Regions from separate parts of the Gossypium hirsutum genome. Here region 2 is linked to region 1. The links are chromatin contacts, called in public Hi-C maps. All regions are on one chromosome and are shown on one strand. The core of a region is the stretch at or near the end of the contact, and the rest is flanking DNA. Distances in the headings are between cores, read along the strand shown. Region 1 has its middle 14 kb from the start of LOC107945403. Region 2 holds the start of LOC107945713 (transcription factor SPATULA).

Region 1 (3,577 bases), core at 439-2,938:
CAGTTGGGAGGATATTATATGCTTCATTTTTATTTGCAGTATAAAAGGTGATTTGACGAACTAATAATTGAATGGGGAAAATATACGATATTGTGAATGTCTGACACCTCATCCTAGTGCAGATGCAATTCGATAAGACACCAACCGTTGAAAACTTCAAAAGCAATGGGATTGAAGCAGAGACACGTCAAAAAAAACAATTGCGTTAGGAATGTGAAAAATGAGTTATAAATTTAGGGTTAATATATACCAGATATATCACGATTTGTATATATTTAATACTTTGACGTTTTTTTAGAGTTAATTTGGTAATTGAATCTGGGAATTGTAAATTAATTTGGTATTTTTAAATACTTGACTACTATTGTTAAAATATACTGTTTAACTAATAGTATAGTAATAGTTGGTAATTATATTTTGATATGTGGCAATAAAGTAAAACTATAAAAATATTTAAAATCTATAAAAAAAATCATAATTTTTTACACGTTAGGAATAAACTTGGATAAATAGTTGTCTAGGTTTAGTTAAATCTGGACAATTATTTGTACAAGTTCATTCTAAACATACCTTTTTTAATATTTTTATATATTTTTAAAATATTTCTTATAACATATCATATATTGTTATTATTTTGAAATTTAAAATATAAAAAATATAAAAAAATACAAATATATATAAACTTATAAAATTATTAGAAATATTATTTGATACTAGAAGAAATCTGAACAACTAATTATCCAGATGCATTTGAACCTAAACAATTATTTGTTCAATTCATTCTATACATGCTTTTGAGTAATTTTATTCATTTTTATTTTTCCATAAAATATTATATTTTTATATTATTATAAATTTAAAATATATAAAATCTTATATTTATAAAATATATTATTTTATATCAAGATTTTATAAAATATATTTTTCCAAATATATAAAATATAATTTATACCAAATATATAAAATCTAAAATGTATAAAAATCATATTTTTATAAAATATCAAATTTTATGTATTTTAAATTTAATAATATAAAATATGATAATCTATGAAAAGTTTAAAATATATAAAATCACTAAAAACATGTTTGGAATGCATTTGGAGAAATGATTGTCTATGTTCAAATGTATCTAGAGAACTAATTGTTCATGTTTCCTTTTAGTGTCAAATAATATTTCTAATATTTTCATAATCTTTTAAGATTTTTAGTTTTTATATTTTTTAAATTTCAAAAAAATAATATAAAAATATGATATGTTATACAAATTTTAAAAATAGTGTACAATCATTTGTCCAATATCATTCTCTTTGTGTAAAAAAGTATAAATTTTAAATATTTTTTTGTCACGTTTCAAAATGTAAGATTGCCACGTGTTAAAATGCTATTGGTCTTCATTACCACGTCAATATATTTTAATGATATTGATCAGGTACCTAAAAAATATACCAATTTGACTTATGATTACTAAGTTTTAAGTATCAATTAAGTAAAAAAATACTAAATTGATATGTCAAGTTTATAATTTTGGGAGTTAAAATTGAAATTTTACTATTAATGTTAATTTGTAAGTTTACAAAATTTAAAAAAATAATAAATAACACTTTAACCAGTTTTTGGGCCAAAGCCGCCGCTACTCGCTGGCTGAACTGAAGGATTTAGGACAGAGTTTTCAAACTTGGCTTTCAATGGAGGACTGGTCTTTCCCGGCCATTTTCAAGCACCAAAACCCCAAATCCAACATGAATGGATATTATATATATTCAAGTTCCATGCAAAAGTATTAACATAATAGTAGGGTAAGGTATTCAAATTTAAAACAAAAAAATCATTTATGATTTGAAAATCCCAATGCTTATTTATTAACTGAACTTTAAATAAAACGACAACTTACCTTTGTTGATTAATTATTATTCTATTTATTTTTATTATCTTTGTTGAAATATTTTGCTTGCTCTTTATTGATGTGAGTATAAGTGTATTTATACATGATATTACTGATACTATTACAGCTCATGATAGGGCCTCACTATTTTGTCTTGACTCTATTGCCTCCAATATTGACATTCTCTGCTAACTCTAGGCTTGTTGCGCACGTGTCTGCGGAGCACGCAGTCTTTCCTACTCTTGGGACTGGCGCTCTAGGTGAGCTCCGTACCCGTTGGACACGTGTCTAGGTGGTCTGTGGAGCACATGACACTTCCTATGAGTTCCTTGGGTATATGCGAAGTGGGACAACGACCTTCTCTAGATCCTCGCGGGCTGAGCCTGTACCCTTTTCTCGCAAGCTGGTTCTGCGAGCTGTATTTGTGATCCTGCCTTATGAGCTTGCACGAGAATCCTGTGAGTTGGGTCTTGTGAGCTGGGTCTATAGCTTTGCCTTGCAGTCAGGTTCGCCTTGTTGTCCTCTTGCGATCAGGTTATGGGTCGGAGGTTAGGATATTTTCTAGGGTTCAGGTCTCAGGTTATTGACGTATAACAATCTACTCCTCACCTAAAATGGGCATAAGGGGTGTCATAAAGTGGCGCTCCTTAGGTCCATCATATCAGCATTAAATGCAGCTTACAAGGTACGTTTGTGAGCGGTTCACGCGCGTGCATATTTGGTCGTTGAAATTTGAACTATTTTTGTTTGTTTGTATCTAGGCCGTTGATTTTTTTTGATCACACAAATCGTCTAAGAGGCAGGAAGGGAACTTCTTCTTTAAAAGAGTGTCTCTCTCAACCTTAAATCCTTCATCTTTAGCATTTTTTTGCAATTAGGACAAAGGTGATTTTTTTAGAAACCTTGCTTTTTCTTTTAAAGTTTAAGCTTTCTTCTTTTACTTGAGTTATGGTGAAGATGAGGGGTATCAGAAATCGGATAGTTCAACCCCATTCGTCGCGAGAACGATCGTCTTCGGTTCTAGTGACGGATAAACTCTATTCCTGTACCAACAAGTTGGAGGATCGGCGACAAATGTTGGCCAATACCCAATGAACTCACAGGAAGTGCCATGTGCTCCACAGGACACCCAGACACGTGTCCAGCAAGTATGGAGCTCGCCCATAGCGCTAGTCCCAAGAGCAGAAATGACCACGTGCTCCGCAAACACATGCCCAACAAGCTTGGAATTCGCAGAGAATGTCAGTATTGGAGGCAGTAGAGTCAAGACAAAATAGTGAGACTCTATGATGAGCTATAATAGTACCAGTAATATCATGTATAAATACCCTAATACTCATATCAATAAAGGGCAAGCAAAATATTATTCAACAATCTTCGATCTTTATATTTAACAATTTTTAATAATAATAATTATCTAATTAGTTATAAAATATTTTAAGTTTTGTTAAATTAAACTATAAATTGCATTATATTTTAATATAATCATATGTTAAACATAATGTTTTTTTCTTAAAATTACACGTATAACAAATACAATTACAAAGAACAAACCAAAATAACATAATCAAAATTAATCATTATAAAGCATGATTAGGTCGATAACTAGAATAAATCTAAATATATACCAAAAATAAATCCATATAAAGTCCACATATGACCGAATATAAACTAGAATCAATACAAGTTGAGAAC
Region 2 (3,187 bases), core at 583-3,082, 220 kb before region 1:
AAGTCCACAGTGTTCATGTAATCGGGACCTTAAATGCAGGCATATTCCCTTGTTTATTTTGAAGTAGCGGTACCATTTTTATGTCAATGTCATCAGTGGATTAATTAGGAGGTAGGTCTTGAATGCCAATGAATATACTACATGCCTATACCTCTGTTACAAAGATACCGGTGTGACTGCCTGATACAAATATGTTTTTTTTTTTTTTAAGTTACGCAATTTATTTAGAAGATCCTCGAGTCATCTTCGAATTTGTGTTGGACAGATGTTGAATATGGGTTTACTTCAAGAAAGATATATATAACAGAGATAACACAACATAGCATATGGTTGTGGATGTCAAATTTCTCTACAATCAATCAAGTCATGATCTTAACTTTCATATGACTCAAAGATTTGCTCAAGAGGGTTAGAAGGGTTCCCTTAGATGGCCTGGCAGAATGCCATTGCATACATTCGAAACAAGGCATTAATAGCACATGGACTTGGTAATGAGTTTTGAAATGTTTTAGTTTCTTTCAATATCTTCAAAATTCTCGTTACTTTGGATGGTGGGTTCACCCAGAAAAGGAAAAGAGAGTAAAGTTGTTAGCATACCCGAACTTGAAGCTGAAGGTGCTTCAAGTATTCAATAACTTCATCGAGCATCGAAGCTTTATCTGTCTGCCAATCCCTCAATTATTACCCAAATTAGTAATGCCACAAGGTAGAACACAAAGTAAGCAATAGAAAGACAAGATAAAGTTTTCGAACATTATTATATGAACGTCTCAAAATTCGTATAAATACATAATGTAAATATGGCTATACAAATACAAGATGAATAAATGGAACGAAATGGGCAGATGAGAAGTAGAAAATGTATACCTTGTTGGCATTTGGAACAAGGTTTTGCAATGCTTTCATTTTCTCATTAATCCTACTCCTCCTCCTCTGCGTCATTCAAAACCAAAACCATAAATCAATAAAATCCATGAAGAAACCAACCCAATGAACCAAGAAATCCCATTATTATAGATTTAGTACAAAAACACCATAGATCAAACTAGTAACCTTTTCAGACAAATCATGAACCTCGGCTGCTCTGTTTCTTTTTGAGGAACTACGAGATGGTGCTGACTTTGGCGGTGCCTCATCAACCAATGCTTCAAGACCCTCTTGCCTAGGACAAATTTCAAACTATCGAGAACAAAATTTTAATCTTTGCTCAATTTGAATTCTAAAAATGGCCAGAAATATCCCGTTGAAATAGAAAACTTGATTTTGCAAATGAATCTTGTGATGGTCACTACTGTTTACTTCATGTAATCAAATTTAAGCACTGCATGTATGATGTATACTATCTTTCTTAAGATCTTAACTTTCTAAACCAAAATGACCCAAATTCTCTCCTTTTTCTTCGACATTTTCTTGGCAAAAGAATCATAATAATAATAATGATAATGAAACAGCAAAACCAGACACTTATCTCACTTTCACAGTCTTGATCATCAGTGGTACCATTCTCACCAGCTTCTCTGATCATATTACCCGACCCTCCGCTCTGTCTCTCAGAATAATCAATCATCCCCTTCTTTACTGCTCCGCCACCAGGCGGAGCCTCTGACCGTGAGAACCGCCGTGGATTCTCAGTTAGACCCCCAAAGTAGGCCATCCCAGAAGCCGAAGAAAAAGAAGAAGAATGAACTAGAATTTGATGAAGAAGATTGCATATATAAACAAGTTCGGGTATATAATTCTAATCACATTTATTATCCTTCTTATAATGAAACATGTTAAGGTTAATGTTATCATCTCCCCTTTTTAGCTTTGTTTTTTCTCTAAGCAGTTTAAAATATTTCTTCTTTTCATGTGGTTCGGTTACTGTCTTCTTTTGCCCTTTTCCTTTTCTTTCTTTTGAAACAAACCGAGTTGCATTAATAGGTTTTTCTATTATATAGTATTTAGACGGATATGTGTTAAGATGTGATCTTTATTTTTGTTAATCATGAAATGATAATACTATCACTGATTTTTTTTCACAATTTCTTTACAAATTTTGTACTTTGATTAAGTCAACCTATTGAATTCAATACTTATAGGTGTTCAAAGTCATATTATCTTGATTTATCAATAATAATTTAAATTTGGCCAAATCTATCATCTCAAATTTAAAGTCTTATAACCATTGAGAAGGGATTGTATGCAACTGTGATTCCACGTCATTCATATCTTTTTTCAATATAAAAATATCAAATCAAAATTTTTCTCCTGATTTTCAGCTTTTTTCTCCTGACAAAATTTAAATTCAACTAAAAATACTAAAAATTAGAAAGAAAACTATGATTTGTCATTCTCCTATTAAAAAATGCCTATTAAAAAATTGATAAGAATAACGTGGAATCACATACGATTATATATAATTTTGGCAATGGGAACCAATTGGTCTGTGCGCCGTTTACATTGAACTGTGCATTTCTTTATGGTATAAGTTTTGCCATACACGATTTTAATACTTCTGTTTTTATTTTTATCCTTCCCATGGCTTCTCAATTAGTATTCTCAAAAGCGTCAAGCGCAATACATGTAATTAATAAATAATTAGTAAAATAAGATGGATTTTAATATAGTTTGTTTTATAAATTCAAATCATTGTTTAGTAGTTCAAGTCAAATATTTTACTTAATCTATTCTAAAATTTTTTAAAAATAAGTATGAAATACTTTTAGTGTCGTGACATTGATTAGTGGTGTCACGACATTGAGGCCAGATTTATCTAGTGTCGTGACATTAGCTATTCAATGTTGCAACATCAGGGGTAAATTATCTAGAGCATGCCTAAAACATCTAAAACCAATTCTAAACTATCATCAAGCATTCCATAACACTTTTAAACATTATAAAACATAAAACTCTTTCGAAATAACATGTAATTCAACATATATCTCAATCAAAGCTTAACTAAATTCTTAGAACTAACAAAATATTCAAGATTCACAAAGTGTTTTCACTAATAATTTTATACATGTACTTTGATTTAATCTATGTACATGCCATAATTTAATACCAAAAGATCAAAATTATATTCACTTCCAAGCTAATAAATTCGATCCAATTTCAAAAACAAAGATAATAACTCATGCACAAAGAAAAGGCACACGTGGAAGGTACCTATCTATTGCTTTTAGTCATCGAACATATAGAAGTA

What was found. A called contact is a pair of places that touch in the nucleus more often than the background predicts.
Region 2: a contact with region 1 is called in a Hi-C map of seedling, with 2.1 times the contacts expected there. The contact joins the promoter of LOC107945713 here to the enhancer-like site in region 1.

What each region holds. Positions count from the first base shown.
Region 1 is chrD12:30,531,437-30,535,013 of Gossypium_hirsutum_v2.1, reverse strand. No RefSeq gene overlaps it. Among protein-coding and RNA genes, the nearest start is that of LOC107945403, 14 kb to the right of the region's middle. Within about 2 kb of position 1,688, at least 1 of the 9 cell types and tissues checked has an H3K27ac peak or open chromatin away from gene starts, as enhancers often do.
Region 2 is chrD12:30,748,843-30,752,029 of Gossypium_hirsutum_v2.1, reverse strand. LOC107945713 (transcription factor SPATULA) reads right to left here and starts at 1,832. Exons shown (of 5, transcript XM_016879808.2): 1 at 1,474-1,832; 2 at 1,054-1,179; 3 at 868-933; 4 at 598-663. The coding sequence starts at 1,503.